Linked DNA regions of Mus musculus: regions 1, 2 and 3 are each linked to region 4. The links are chromatin contacts, called in public Micro-C and promoter capture Hi-C maps. All regions are on one chromosome and are shown on one strand. Each heading gives the region's core, a stretch centred on a gene start, on an enhancer-like site or on the middle of the called end of the contact. The rest is flanking DNA. Distances are from core to core; before and after follow the strand shown. Region 1 holds the start of Snrpb2 (U2 small nuclear ribonucleoprotein B). Region 2 has its middle 36 kb from the start of Otor. Region 3 holds the start of Sec23b (SEC23 homolog B, COPII coat complex component). Region 4 holds the start of Rrbp1 (ribosome binding protein 1).

Region 1 (3,719 bases), core at 281-2,780, 950 kb before region 4:
ATGAAGACCCATTCAAGAAAGCTTGCAGTGGGAGAGCCGGGTGTGGTGGTGGTACATGTCTTTAATCCCAGCATTTGGGAGGCAGAGGCAGGTGGATTTCTGAGTTCGAGGCCAGCCTGGTCTACAAAGTGAGTTCCAGGACAGCCAGGACTATACAGACAAGAAGAAAAAAAAAAAGCTTGCAGGGATTACTCATGGATATAAAAATGTGTTCATTCTTTATAAGTGAACCTGGAAAAGAGCATAGAAGCCACTGACACTGAGTTGTCATCGGACAATTTCTTCTTTGCTGTGCAAAAGGTATAGTAGCTGAGACTCAAGCTTTGATAGAATAGGTATGGCATTTCTTTAAATCTCTTTATTTTTTTCCCAAGTGGAGTGTCCTTGCATGTTTATCAATTTGCTTTTTGAAAATAGCTACGAACTCTCTCTCGGCCAGATGAATGTATATAACACAGGCAGGTTATAGCTTATTCCAATGCTCTCATTACCACCAAGCACAGTTAATCAACTGCTCAGACCTTCTGTTGCTTAGAAAGTGTTTCGTATTTACTTGATGCCCTTTTGCTAAGAACATACTCGATATTGTTTTTATAAAAGCCAAACTGGTTTCCATATCTATGTAATTAAAGAACACTTTTTCTGTGGTTGTTTAACATTATTTCCTACATTTACAGGATTTTCACTGGATATCACACTTGTTTTATTATGACCTAATTTTCACGGAACTTCATTCAATCGTCTGAATCATATTTATCGAGTATAAGCCATTCTCCTAATCACTTCAGTGAAAAAAGCATATAAAATTACTACTCTCAAAACACTATTTCCATCCTGCAACTTCATGTGACTTTCAAAAATTAGAAACCTCAGGCTGGTAAAATCAACCAATTTGGTCCTTACCCCAATTTTTAGCCTAGAAAAATCCAAGCATTTTGTGAGGAAAGGAGAGGGTGGGGGAGTGGGCGGGAGTTAACTGTGTCTAAGTGAGTTTAGGCTCTTTAGTTTGCTCGCTCCTGAAGCCTGGTGAGAGTACCATCAACGACTAAAATTCTCTTTGTTCAGGGGTCGAAGACTGGGCTGCATCTAAGACGTAATCTATAGAGTGCTGGCTGGTGTGTTCTTTCAGACTCCTGGAGATTGACAACTAGAGATTGACAATGGTGTTAAGTCAAGTTGACCAGGACCCATAGAAAGGCTTGACTAACTTGTGGCTGGAGACAGGCTCCTGTAAAATTGTATCACATCCTATAGTTGGGAAGCTTCAAAGTCGCAGTAAGGGAAACGACCCCCTACCCTTCCCTCCTCTGCCTCCACAGCTTGGCCCCCGGGTCCTAATTTGATCCCTTCCAGTTCTCCCCCTTTCCACAAACTTCCTAGCCCACAGGAATGCGCGTGCGCAGAAAGATTCCGCCTTGGCCGGCCGGGGCGAGGAGGGCTCGATTGAATCGGTGCTCGACTCTTCGACTTCTCTGAGTTCGATTGAGGAGTTTGGCCGCCCTCTTCCGGCGCGGGGAAGCTCTTCCGGTATTAGTTTCAAGCGGACCGCGCCGGCTTCAGGTGAGTCTCTCGGGTTCTTTTTCGCTGTGGCTGGTCTCAGGGTTTGGCGGGATCCGCCCCGTCCGCGGTAACTGAGCCGGCGAGGGCGAAGGTGTCGTCGGTTGCGTGGTCCTCGGTCCGCGGACGTATAGGAGGAAGGGACGGCGACCCCAGGGCTGGCGGAATGAGGCCCGGCGTCACAGCCTGTTCTCTGCAGGATGGTTGGGTTTTTAATGTCAGAGGACCCTGGTGTTGGGTGGATTGGCCGGTGTGTAAAGAGGCTCAAGCGGACACATAGGAATTAGCCCAGGGGGAGAGAATGGCCCGTGACTTGCTTGGAGGAGCAGGGTGTGCAGTTCACTGTGCACTCTCGGCCTCTTCTCCCCGGCAGCCTTTGGGTTTCTGGTGCCCTTGCACTATTTCAGCCCAAAGGAGCTAATGCCAGAGCCTGTGCTCTTGTCCCTCTCTTGAGTCCCAGCCCTTCTCCAGGTTCCCATGTAGAGAGGCAAGCCTGTGAGAAACGTTACCTATTATCCGTTGCCTACATAGTACAGGCCCTTCCTATAAGTTGTTCAGAGCAGCTTGTTGTGTGACGTTAAGACACTTGTGTCCTTTAACGAGTGATAGCTATCGATAATAAATAGTAACTGTAGATGCTAACTGGTGCAGACTGATACATATCTGTCTCATAATTTTATAGGCTCCATTTTATAGGTGCTGTTAGTAGCCATAATTTGTAGCTGGGGACTTGAGACATTAAGGAACTTGCCCCCCATCGAAGTAGGTTGTAAAATCGTAAACAGAACTTAAATCCGTATCTTATTGATACAAGAATCTGAGCTCTGAACTGTCAACCTTGACCACTCTTGAGACTCACATAGTGGGAAAGAGACAGAAGTGAAAGCCCCTGAGAGGTCGTTCTCTGACCTCAACATACACGATGGCACAGGTAAACAAACACACACACACACACTAATCGTTTAAATCAATACATTCATGAGTGCATCTATGAACTGTCTTAATTTGTATTGTTCTATTACAATGACTTTTTAAAACTAGGTGCGTGTTTACTGATCTTTCACAAAATGTTCAAATCATTTTACTGAAAAACCATTTTCTGGTGAATATGATCAAAACACATGACATTCTCAAAGAATTAATAAATATACTTTCGAAAGTTATGTCATTATGTAGATGAAAGGACAGTATCATTTAAGTGGGGATAAAAGAAGTATATAACCTTGAATAATATGTTTTTAAATCTGCCTATGTATTGACAGATTCTACCAATTTGTAGAACCTTGGTATTGTCCTTCCAAGGTTTGATCTTGAGAGCTGTTTTCCATTTGACTAAAAGAGATGGCTGTGGGAGGTAGGGCGGGGTGATTAAGAGTTGTGTCATGCTGTACACCTGCGTGATTTAACCCTCTTTGCTAATAACTGATTATTTATTATTTCTTTTAGGCTATTGGAAGGGTTCTACCCAAACATGGATATCAGACCAAATCACACGATTTATATCAACAACATGAATGACAAAATTAAAAAAGAAGGTATGTTCTTTTAAAAACACCTTTTTACAACCAAACTGTGCTTATTTGTTGTATCTTAAGAATGGTCTCCATCTCTTCTCTAGTCATCTTGGTGCTCAACAATGGTTTATTCCATTTTTACACACCTTTCAGGTTTTTTAATATAAGAATATACAGGGATTGAAGTGCTTTGAATTGTTTTAACTCACAAAGGGGGGGGGGCGCTGGAGAGGTTGCTCAGTGGTTAAGAGCACTGACTGCTCTTCCAGAGGTCCTGAGTTCAAATCCAAGCCACATGGTGGCTCACAACCATCTGTAATGGGATCTGATCCCTTTTCTGGTGTGTTTGAAGACAGCTATAGTGTATAATATATTAAGTTTAGTATATATATATTAAAGTTAGCTTACAAGTGGTTTCAAATAATTGTTTAAATTGGTTAGCCAATGGGACAGTGGTTTTTTGTTAAATCACTATAAATAAATGAATGGTAGAGATGGTTATTGTTATTTTATGAAGAAATTAATCATTGTTTCCTTCACAAATGTTTTCTTTCTTATTTGAACAGAATTGAAGAGATCCCTGTATGCCCTTTTTTCTCAGTTTGGACACGTGGTAGATATTGTGGCTTTAAAGACCATGAAGATGAG
Region 2 (3,409 bases), core at 613-3,112, 900 kb before region 4:
GGTCCTCAGCACCTACAGGGCAGTTTACCGTCATCCAGAACTTCAGCTCCAGAGGCTCAGATGTGCATTTTTGATCTCCACAGCTACCAGGAATGTATGTAATGCAAGCAAAACACCCCCACAAATAAAAACAAAGCAAGCAAACAGAAATGCTCCCAAACACAATAATGAGACAGATTGAATTGTGGAATCAGATATGAAATCTCTCTCTCTCCTCTCTCTCCATATATATGCATATCCATTCTTTCAATATGTTAGGTAATATATAGTTATATATAATGATATATATGTATATATGTACATATATGTGTATATATGTACACATATGTGTATATATGTACATATATGTGTATATATGTACATATATGTGTATATATGTATATATGCATATATATGCACATAAAACCTCAAGGCATATATTACACTTTTTTTAATAATTTTACAATTTGGAGAACAATATTCTTATTTAAATTATTTACATTTATATGGGATTAATTGTTGTTACTCTCCTACATAAACAAATAAGAACTTTTTCCAAGTTCCTAATTACAGTATCACTGATAATGTTATATATATGCTCCATGCAAAGGTACTTGGAGGGCTGGTGAGATGGCTCAGTGGGTTAGAGCACCCGACTGCTCTTCCAAAGGTCCGGAGTTCAAATCCCAGCAACCACATGGTGGCTCACAACCATCCATTAAGGAGATCTGACTCCCTCTTCTGGAGTGTCTGAAGACAGCTACAGTGTACTTACACATAATAAATAAATGAATCTAAAAAAAAAAAAAAAAAAAAAAGGTACTTGGAGTCCTCAATTTTTCAGTGTAAAAGAACAAAGTTTGGAGAATTGAATTGAGAGCTCATAATATGAAATCTACATCTTACCAGCAGATGGCACCACAAACACATAAAACCTAAACTTGAGGCTTTGGTTAAGGTGGAAATGTAAGAGATTTACATACATCAGTTGCAAATGAGATCTAGCTTTCCCCAAAGGAGATTCTTCTCTGCCTTTGGTTGCTCTTTATGTGAAAAGGAAACTGCCTTAAGTGGCCTGCAGATTACTCTGAGAGTGGGCAGAGATGCCTCACTAATCATACTCACCCCAGTGCCCATAAACTAATTATCTCCTTGGCCAAATCCATAGACTGACTGTATCTCAGAGCGATGTCTCTCTGCATGGTAGCCATGCAGTATGGTCAGACATGTCAGTTCCCTAGCATCACAGAGAGCTGTACAATAGAACCCAGAATTTACTCCTTGGGGAATGTGTTCTAAGAAACCACATTATTCCAACGATATATGCACGTGCCTCTCCTGCTGTGACATCACAGATTGCTGTAAGTTGAGTTTAGAGGATTCTCTTTCCTAACCAGCCTTGCAATCTCTAAAATGTGTCTTTCTCTTCTGTGTATCAATGACAGCATACTCCAACATAACTTGTCCATCTTGACTCTCTGTATCTGTGCACTGTGGAAGTTAATGTCATTTCTACAGGGAGACCTAACTCTGGAGCAGACCTGCTTCCATTAACCTTTCTAAGTTCCTGTTTTGCACACAAATCCCCTTTGCTGTATTGACTCAAGCTTGCTATTTTTCCCTCCAGATTTTAATGTCTCTGCTTTTCTGGAGGGAATCCCCATGTCTCGTGCTGACTTAGTGTCTCAGCCTTGCTCCAAATGATTCACACTCCTTTTCTATCCACCAGTAGATGAGAAAATGCAGTACGGTTCCTATGGAATGTTGGAGGGACATGCAATGGCCTAGCATGGCTACTACATTGCAGTCTCTCCCATCCCACCCCACTTTCCAGGCATTCAAGTAAACCAGCTTGATCAGGGAGCTTTAGGTGGCCGAGTTCCAAAATCTGCTCCGACAGATTGTTTCTGGGTTTCTGCAGTGACAGCCTCCTACTCTCAACTCTGCCCAAGAATGCCTGAGACCCAACCATTTTTTTTTTTTTAACTTTCACTAGAAGCTGACTGGCAGGTGCATTGGTGAGCAATGTGCTGCATTTGTGGGAGGTTTCAGAGATATGCAGAGGTCCACAGACGTGGAGTGGTACTGCAGTAGAGTCATAGCAGTGCCACTTCTCTTTGATCCTGGCCACCTTCCATGACACTTGCTCTAGCCTGCACCATCCCTTTATTCTTGTCGCCTCTTCCTCCAACCCCTCATCCCTCCCTTTTGAGAAGAAACACCATTTCTCCCATCCCTTCTGCAGTACAGAGGCCCCCAAACCATCTCTCATGGTGCACACCAAGTTTTTTCTTTAAGTTAAAATGCCGTGATCTCTCTGTGTGTTCATTAATCTTCACTGTGATTAAGGGTGTGGAAGCAGCCAGCACCTGACTGTGGTGTGTATAGGAGGGGTCTCTGGCAGGAGATTATGATCAGCTACAGTGACCCCGATAGCATTTCCGTGACTGAATGCAGGCAGCTTCAAAAGCACACACACACACACACACACACACACACACACACAGAGAGAGAGAGAGAGAGAGAGAGACCAGGAGAGACATATGCACACACTCTCTTTCTCTGGCCCCTACACCAACCACCGTGAGACTCTGCTAACAGGAAGACCACCACTGATAGCCCTAGGACTGAGAGCTAAAATCAATGTATGAGTCAGTGGTATTGTGCTAGTATGCAAAAAGGAAAAGAAAAAGAAATGTGTACAAAGAGCTTTTAGCCCAACAAATAATGACTAGCTTTCCCCCATCTCCTCCTCCATAGGTTATATGTGGTGCAGTACAGGATAGTCTCAAACTCACTACGTAGGCCAGAGTGGCATTGAACTAACATTCATCCAGTCTTAGCCTCCTGATGCTGCTATCACCACTAAACTCAGGAAAAAACAGATTTTCCTTTATATATTTGGAATTGCAGTTTCTCTTAAATTTGGCTTCCTGACTATCAAAGTCAAGAATTTTTACAGGACTGATGTGTTCAGGGGGTGATGACAGAGGGCACAGAGACAACCAAAAGCTCTAGAGATCGCCCGAATGCTTCTCAGCTCTGATGGCCAACAGGCTTTTATTTCTCTAGGTGCTGGCAGGATTTATGTCAACTTGCCACAAGCTGAGAGGAGTGACCCTCAACTGAGAAAGTGCTTTTATAAGGCTGGGCTGTAGGCAAGCCATTAGGGCGTTTACTTAATTCATGACTGATGTGGGAGGGTCAGGTCCATTATGGGTGGGGCTACCCCTGAGCTAGTGGTCCTGGGTTCTATAAGATGGCAGACTGAGCAAACCTCAGGGAGAGAACAAGAGCCCCTAAAAAGCACTCTTCCATGGCCTCTGAATTAACTCCTGCCTCTAAGATTCTTCCCTGTTTGGGCTCCTGCCCTGACTTCTATCAGTGATGGACTATGATGTGTGTGAGCCAAAGAACACTTTCCTTTCAC
Region 3 (3,738 bases), core at 38-2,537, 540 kb after region 4:
GCGACTTCTTTTTTTCAGCGTTAGATATAACGAACATGTATATTTTATTTTACATTTTACCTTAGGAAGAGATAACTGCATTTCCCAAACATAATTTAAGGTTTTAAACATGCCATCATTAACATTGTTATGTTTATGATGATGAGAAAATGTAAATTTATTTTAAAGATTGTAATGCAAACAGTAATATTTTATAGTACCACCTATTTAAACTTAAGTCCCTATGATTTATAGACGTCAAAAAGTTTGATTTAGCCGGGTGTGATGGCGTGTGCTTTTAAATTGAGGAGGCATAGGAAGATAGAAGAAAGCAGGGCTTCCTGAGTTCCAGGCCAGCCAAACCTACAGCTAGGCTCTGTCTTAAAGAAAAGTTTGCATTAGTAGGAAACTGGGTTATTTAATGGGTACTCTTTGAATAACATGTCTTAGCATAACTGTAAGATTTTAGTTGGCGGGATGAAGGGTTGGTTGAGTGGCTATGTGTATACTGCTGGAGTTCAGTTCCTAGCACCCGTGTTAGAGGATACACAATAGATTCTTCTGGCCGCTGCAGGCACTACACACTCGCTGAATTTGCTGCTATTTATTTATTTATTTATTTTTGCCACTTGTAAGAAAGTGTAAAAATGACTGCGGCGGTCACAGAAAAAGCTGTGTTACCCATCAAAACGGACTCTGATAGTTTCCTTAAGTGTCTGAATAAGACCATCCCCAATTACTCACTTCCTTGCTGGGGAATGGCAGGAGGATGTTCACCAGAAACAGTTTTTATTGAGCACAGAAACCACAGCAGCAACGAGAAGGGAAAGTTTTGTACCGCGAAGAGAGGACCCGCACCCGCACTTGCTGAGCTCAAAAAGATCACCAACTAGCGGCCGAGACTCTCTGTCCCCTCCTAGCCCCTTCCCGCAGGCTGAGGGCCTCTCCGGACAACTCCGGGCTACGCGTCCCTCTTCTCGCTTCCCGGTAGCTAGGCGATGAGAGGGACTTCCCCCTGAGGCAAACAGACGTCATGTTGTGTCAGGGCGGTCCCCTGAGGAGTGCTGGATGCATTTGGATGACGGTTCCGCAGGCGCCGAGGTTCTGTGAAGGAGAAAAATTTCAGGATATATTCAAGAAAGTATGTATCCTGAGGAATTCTACATTCTAAAGTTTGTTGGGTGAGAAACCACAGCCTTGCCCTATTCAAAGATGGAGGCGCAGCTTTTCTGACTGTTTCACTTTCTCGGGTCAGCCAGAGAAGCGCTCTCTGATTGGCTAGAGCATGGCGCCGCGAAATGACGTTTCGGAGCGGTGACCAATCGACTGTGAGCTGAGGTGGACTTGGCGGTGGAAGCCGGAGTTGAGCTCTGGTGTCCGTGGGGCGCGGAAGGTTCAGTCCCGGTGAGTGGCTCCGGACAGGTGAGCGGCTGGCTCTGCAATGGTGAAGGGGCGCATAGGAGGAGGGCCGAAGCCAGACAGGCCGAGGCAAGGTGGGCTTGCTTATGGGAAGAATCAGAGAGAGTTGATGACCCAGAAGCCGGCTCAGAGTGACTCGTCCGCGCCGTGCCTGAGAGCCGACGGCCGGTTTCTGACTCCTTAGCCCTCGGAATTGGGGTGTTGGTGGTGGTGACTCGAACATCCGGAAGGACCGAATCCCCATGAAAACCTTGAGTTTTGCTTTGTGATAAGTGAAACCAGAAACCAGATCTTCAGTACAGGATTAGGTATTTAACTGTGTCTACAGATGGTTACTAAGTCCTGGAAAGTTATGTCCTGGAGAGCTTAGAGGGGCTAAGATATTTTATTGGATGCCTTTCTTTTATCCACTCACTCATTCATTCATTCTCTCTTCATTCACTCAGTCATTCATCCATTCGGCTATTTACCTCTTCAGATACCCTTACTCGTTGAGAGTTTGATAGGAGCATTTTTCTCAGCACATAGAATTTAATAAAAATACATAGAACGTCAGAGGATTCATGAATTCACTGAAAGCCTCTGTGGATTACGTGTTTAGGATTAAGAAGCTGGTTTAGAATAAATCGAGGAAAGGAGGCAGTGGGAAATAGGAGCAGGTGTTAATATGTTGATACTCGGGGACTTATACATTTACGTAAAGAACTTTATAGAGGGGTTACCATTATTTAATGGGGTTTGCTGAAGTAACTGCTGGAAATGGCGATGTTAGAATGTGCTGTGACTTATTTACTACCCCCCACCCCCACCCCCGCTCCCAGGCGCCTAAGTGCTTTCTGTGTAGTTAGGGTTTTATCTTCTTGTATTTGCCAGAACTAACAAGTAGATGTGTTAAGAGTTTCAGTTGGAACAGACATTTGGGACTTTGTTGTATAGAGTCTGTATGGTAGAATAATTAATTTGCTTTTCTGGGTATGTAAAATTGTCCTCACCCAAATTATTTGCAGGATATATCTATATATCTATATCTATCCCTATGTAACCCAGGAGGCTTTGTACTCTCTTGATTCTGCCTCAGCCTCCCAAATATGGAAATTACAAGAATATGCTTCCATTCTCATTTCACAGGTTTAGTCGTCGTCTTCTTCTTCTTCTTCTTCTTCTTCTTCTTCTTCTTCTTCTTCTTCTTCTTCTTCAGTTCAGTTTTCTGGCTTTCCTTTTTTTAACAGTCTACTTGCTTAAACATGTCATTTGCATGTGTGTGCACCTGTCAAGCCACTCATAGGCAACTTTTGTGATCTTAGGTCTTTCCTTCCATCTTTTTGTGGGATCTGAGGCTCTAACTCAGGCTGTCAGACTTGCGTGGCAAGCACTTTACCCCCTGGACCAGTTCATTTTGCTTTCCGGATTGGCTTGCTCAGTTGACCTTCAGTCACTCATGTGTCAATGTATTTTCAATCACACGTAGGATGCATTTGCTTAACAACATTGGGCTATCCGAGTCTGAAAGCTTCGTCTGAAAGACTTAATTGTTAAAGAGTCTTTCAAGGATGATCATAAGCAAACATGGTGAGGAAGGAGAACATGGTGAGACTCAATACAAAAGCAAACTTCCTTTCATAGTTGTGGTATGCCCACTAGAAATGCTTCAGTGTCAAGCTGCTTCCTGTTAATAACCGGATTCTCAGGTCACCATACAGTTCTGTTCTCTACAGTTAGCAATGTGGTGGGGGTGGCGGGGGGACAAACAAAAATCAAGGTTTCTTGGCATGTGGCATTTCATACAGAATTTACTTTGATTGATAAAGAAAGGAAGGGAATCAGGAAAGTTGTTGGATCATGAAACAGAATTTGAGACTTACCTTTCGACACATAGTTGAAATTGGCTTGTCTCAGAACTGTAACTCAGTACTTGAGTGTTTGCCTAGCACGCACAGGGTCCTGCCTTTGACCCTTAGCATCACAAATAAATAATTACTCGTGATATCCAACTATACAAGTTAACAAATGTTCAAGGAGTTCAACCTCTAACCTTTTTGACTACTTTTTTCAAGTACTACAGAGATGGTTTGAGAAAGTAGCCTGATTATTTTTTTTTTATTTTTTATTTTTGGCCAACTTGACACAAGCCATGGTCATTTTAGAAGAGGGAACCTCAGTTGAATAAATGTCCCTATCAGATAGGCCTGTGGGGCATTTTCTTGATTGATGTATGAGGATCTAGCCCACTGTGGGTAGTGCTACCCTGAGGTAGGTGGTCCTGAATTGTATAAGAAAGCAGGCTGAGCATGTCTTTAGGAATGAGCCAGTACACAGTGTTCTTCCAGCCCCTGTCTTAGT
Region 4 (3,346 bases), core at 258-2,757:
GTTCAGAGGTTAGGAGACATGACCCTCCGGTGTTCATGGGGCTGGAATCCAGGTGTGCGACTTCTGCAGTGGTTGGCAGTGCAAGCCAGGCTCCACCTTGTTCCCTTGTCTCTCACGTCCCTAAACACACATCCCACAAGAACAGTCAATACCAGTTGGCTACTCCCTACACGTGCTGGGTCTCCACTGCTGTCTCTCAGATGGGGAAATGGGAAACCTCTGAGAGAAAGCATTTGGTTAGCAACTGTCGACGAAGCGTGACACCTACGGGAAAGAGTCTCTGAAGCATCCTGCACAGCCTGCAGTAAGCCCGGGTCAACCGGCCTCCCTTCCCCGGGCACTGCCGGGGAGCCTGGCGGGCCGGGACAGACGGCGGGCCCAGTGCCAGGGCGCTTGGCCCGCCGGGCCGGAGGTGCCGACTTCCGCCCAGGCCTAGCACCACGGGTCCACTAATCATGGGCGCGGGAAAGAGACGCCAGGCAGGACCCCGGGTGGCCCCAACCCTGGCCAGGTCCCGCACCCTCGTGCCGGTTCCGCGAGGACCCGCCGTGAAACGGTGCTGCGGCCCTGCCGCCAGGGGGAGCAGGGAGCCTCATCCCGTACTCCGGGAAGTTGCTACGGCCAGTCCCGGACGGCACCCGCGGCGAGCCCTGTGGCCCCCGCCCGCCCCGTCGGGGCTGCCGACGTGTCCTGTGGCCACAGCCCGCAGCCCGGGGCTCTGGGCCCCCGCGTCGCCAATCCAGTCTCAGCCCTCGTCCCAGGCCGGCCCACCGCCTTCCGCCCCCCCAACCCCCTCCGGCCCGGACTCCGGCCCGGCAACGTCATCCGGTGGCTTCCCGAAACTTAACCCCTTCCTCCGCCAGCTGTGCGCCGCCCCGCCCCGCCGCCAACTTTCTTAGCCCAACTTCGGAGCGCGCGGGCCGGCCCGACGGCCCGGCCGAGAGGGAGGGGTCGCCACGTCGTGCCGCGGGGCCGCCGCAGCTCCTGGCCTGCCGGCCGGGGGAATCCACCCCGAGGGGCGCGCTCGGCCGACGCCCCTGCACGGGCTCGGCCTGGCACACGCAGCTCCGTCCCACTCGAGGGGCCGCGGCTACCGCCAGGGCGGGCGTGCGGGCCGGCGCCGCCGGGGGAGGGGCCGCCGAGGAGACGTGTCACTCGCGGCGCGACCGGCCCGGCGCCCCGACGGCCCAGCCCGCGCGCCTCCACCGCCGCCGCCGCTGCAGGGCCCGGCCAAGTTTCTTACCTGCAGCGGGAGACGCGAGAGGGAGAGCGAGAGGGCAAGAGCAGCCGCCGCCGCCGCCGCGGAACCGCAAGAGGGGAGCCGGCCGAGCCTCCACCGAGAAGCCGCCCCTGAGCAGCTGCACACACTGCGACCCTGGCGCCGTCCGCCCCGTCCGCCGTCCGCTCCGGCCGCTCGCTGGCTGCGTGCGCGTGTGTGGAGTCGTGGCACTTTCTGCCTCGGAGCTGGCGAACGGCCCCCTCCGCCGGGATCGCCGCCTCCTGCCTTCCCCACCCGGACCAGCCATTCATCGAGCTGCCTCTTCCTATTGGTTCACTAGCCGCCACTCTGCCGGCCTCTGACCAATCAGACCGCGGACGGCCGCGCCGCGGTGGCGACCATTGGCCAAAAAGGAGGGTCTACGTCTCAGCCAATGAGAGAGAGGAGGAGCTGCGGGGAGCCGCGGGGGGCGGGGCCGAAGAGGGGCGGAGCCGCGCAGCGCAACTCTCAGCTCTGCGCGGGGGCGGGTCTCTAACTCCCCGCCCACCTAGGGAGGTCCTCTGCCGGTCCCGCCCACTCCAGGCCTCCGCTCTCCACGCCACCGCTTATTCGGATTTGGCTCCGCCTAGGCCGATAGACTGCGGTTCGAATCCCCTTGGCCGCAGGCTGCTCTTTTCCTCCACACTGCCGGGCTGAGGTGGCCGTGAATGTTACCCTCAGGAGGACTGCACAAACCGTGAACAACTGGGAAAATGCCTTATTTAAACCCAAATAACGTCACACAAAGCACCAGCCTCTGGGTCTAAAGAAGAGTTCTGCAAGGGTCAGAGCAGGGAGGATGGGGCCTTATCTATCCGTAAAGGCACTGCATTCTGCATTCCATATTTTACTGAATAAGTGGGAGAATTGAGGTGGAAGACCTGGAAAGAACAAAAGAAATAGAGGTGGAAATTTTGATAAGAAAAGCCACTCCCTAAACAGAATAATATACTGTCCTTGTACAAATCACACAGCAGAGTTACATCCATCCTGTGACACTTGATTTCAGATGTTGGGACCATGAGGTTTTGGCCCAAGAAAATATGATAGCAACCCAGGAAATTGATCTAGTGATACTCCAAATATTAGCCAGCTACCCCTTTATAAAAACAAAAAAACAACAACCAACACCTACTTAGAAGAGGGGTGCATATGCCACCATGCACCAACTCTCTGCTTGATTCTCTCCTTCCATGGCTGTTTCTAGGGATCAAAACTCAGTCAGATTGCATAGAAAGTACTTAAAAGTAGTTTCCCTGTGCCATCTCATCAACACAAAAGCCTCTCTTCAAAACCAAGTTCAATTGAAATAACTTAACTTTAAGTGCTTTTCTTTTCTTTTTTTTTTTTTTTTTTTTTGAGTCAAGGTCTCACTATGTGGCTGTCCCACAACTTGCTTTGTATAACAGGCTGGCCTAGAACTCAAAGTCACAGAGTTCCTCCTGCCTCTGTTTTCTGAGTACTGGCATTAAAGGCATGAAACACCATGCCAGCTTAAGTTTAGGTTATAACCATTTTAACTGCAGCTCTTAAAATTATTCCTTTGAGCCTGAGGCAAGATCAGCCTCTTTGAAATGAAGTTTGGTCTCTCTCCTCTGTCCCCCACCCCCCTTTCGAGTCCACACAGAATTTGATATCAGGCATATCTCTCTCTCTATTGCTCGAGCAGGGTCTGTCTATGATCCTGGAGCCCACTCCTTTAACTCAGCTGCCTGACCAGTGAGTGACGGTCTCCATCTTCACAGTGCTGGATTGTAGGTGGCACCTGGAGTGTTCACATTCATGTTGGGATTTGAACTCAGGGCCTTCATAGCAGGTACTTTACCCACTGAGCCACCTCCCCAGCCTCTAAGATTTAGTGTTCTAAAAGGCCAAAGGACTACACCTGCCCCAGCCTCTGTGGCTGCAGAGTTCCTGCCTCAGTTCCTCTGTGAGCACCCCTTTGGCCATTGCTACTTGACAGCTGTTGGTCTATAGTAAAACTGCAAGGAGAGAATACAGAGGGGTTAGGCTGAAACTAAACTATTTATTTCTGGTTTGAATCTCAGTGTCTTAGGGAATTAATGATTAATCAGCAGGAATCACTAT

The links. Promoter capture Hi-C pulls out the DNA fragments that hold promoters and counts their contacts. Hi-C and Micro-C count contacts between places; a contact is called where the count stands out from the background.
Region 1: a promoter capture Hi-C map of pre-B cells shows a contact between it and region 4, with 3 times the contacts expected there. The contact joins the promoter of Snrpb2 here to the promoter of Rrbp1 in region 4. A contact is called at or near these places in 6 of 39 promoter capture datasets (cranial neural crest, embryonic stem cells, hematopoietic stem and progenitor cells and 2 more), 1 of 484 Hi-C or Micro-C datasets (CD4 T cells), 2 of 115 datasets of contacts at active chromatin or transcription factors (large pre-B cells and stem cell-derived neural progenitor cells) and 1 of 9 other capture datasets (embryonic stem cells).
Region 2: a promoter capture Hi-C map of hippocampal neurons shows a contact between it and region 4, with 7 times the contacts expected there. The contact joins the enhancer-like site here to the promoter of Rrbp1 in region 4. A contact is called at or near these places in 8 of 39 promoter capture datasets (the 3T3-L1 cell line, 3T3-L1-derived adipocytes, cranial neural crest and 4 more) and 5 of 115 datasets of contacts at active chromatin or transcription factors (astrocytes, embryonic basal ganglia, embryonic forebrain and 2 more).
Region 3: a Micro-C map of embryonic stem cells shows a contact between it and region 4, with 6 times the contacts expected there. The contact joins the promoter of Sec23b here to the promoter of Rrbp1 in region 4. A contact is called at or near these places in 5 of 39 promoter capture datasets (the 3T3-L1 cell line, erythroid cells, liver and 2 more), 4 of 484 Hi-C or Micro-C datasets (CD4 T cells, CD8 T cells, double positive thymocytes and 1 more), 3 of 115 datasets of contacts at active chromatin or transcription factors (extraembryonic endoderm stem cells, large pre-B cells and memory CD8 T cells) and 3 of 9 other capture datasets (adipose tissue, liver and macrophages).

Annotation. Positions count from the first base shown.
Region 1 is chr2:143,061,539-143,065,257 of GRCm38.p6, forward strand. It overlaps Snrpb2 (U2 small nuclear ribonucleoprotein B), which reads left to right and starts at 1,531. Exons shown (of 7, transcript NM_021335.3): 1 at 1,531-1,560; 2 at 3,004-3,092; 3 at 3,638-3,719. The coding sequence starts at 3,029.
Region 2 is chr2:143,113,044-143,116,452 of GRCm38.p6, forward strand. No RefSeq gene overlaps it. Among named protein-coding and RNA genes, the nearest start is that of Otor, 36 kb to the left of the region's middle. Within about 2 kb of position 1,863, at least 12 of the 459 cell types and tissues checked have an H3K27ac peak or open chromatin away from gene starts, as enhancers often do. A contact at or near this core is called in hippocampal neurons, where this site is marked.
Region 3 is chr2:144,554,942-144,558,679 of GRCm38.p6, forward strand. It overlaps Sec23b (SEC23 homolog B, COPII coat complex component), which reads left to right and starts at 1,288. Exons shown (of 20, transcript NM_001252544.1): 1 at 1,288-1,383. Gm34292 (a long non-coding RNA gene) reads right to left here and starts at 1,694. Exons shown (of 1, transcript XR_003953925.1): 1 at 1-1,694.
Region 4 is chr2:144,009,756-144,013,101 of GRCm38.p6, forward strand. Rrbp1 (ribosome binding protein 1) reads right to left here and starts at 1,508. Exons shown (of 24, transcript NM_024281.2): 1 at 1,244-1,508.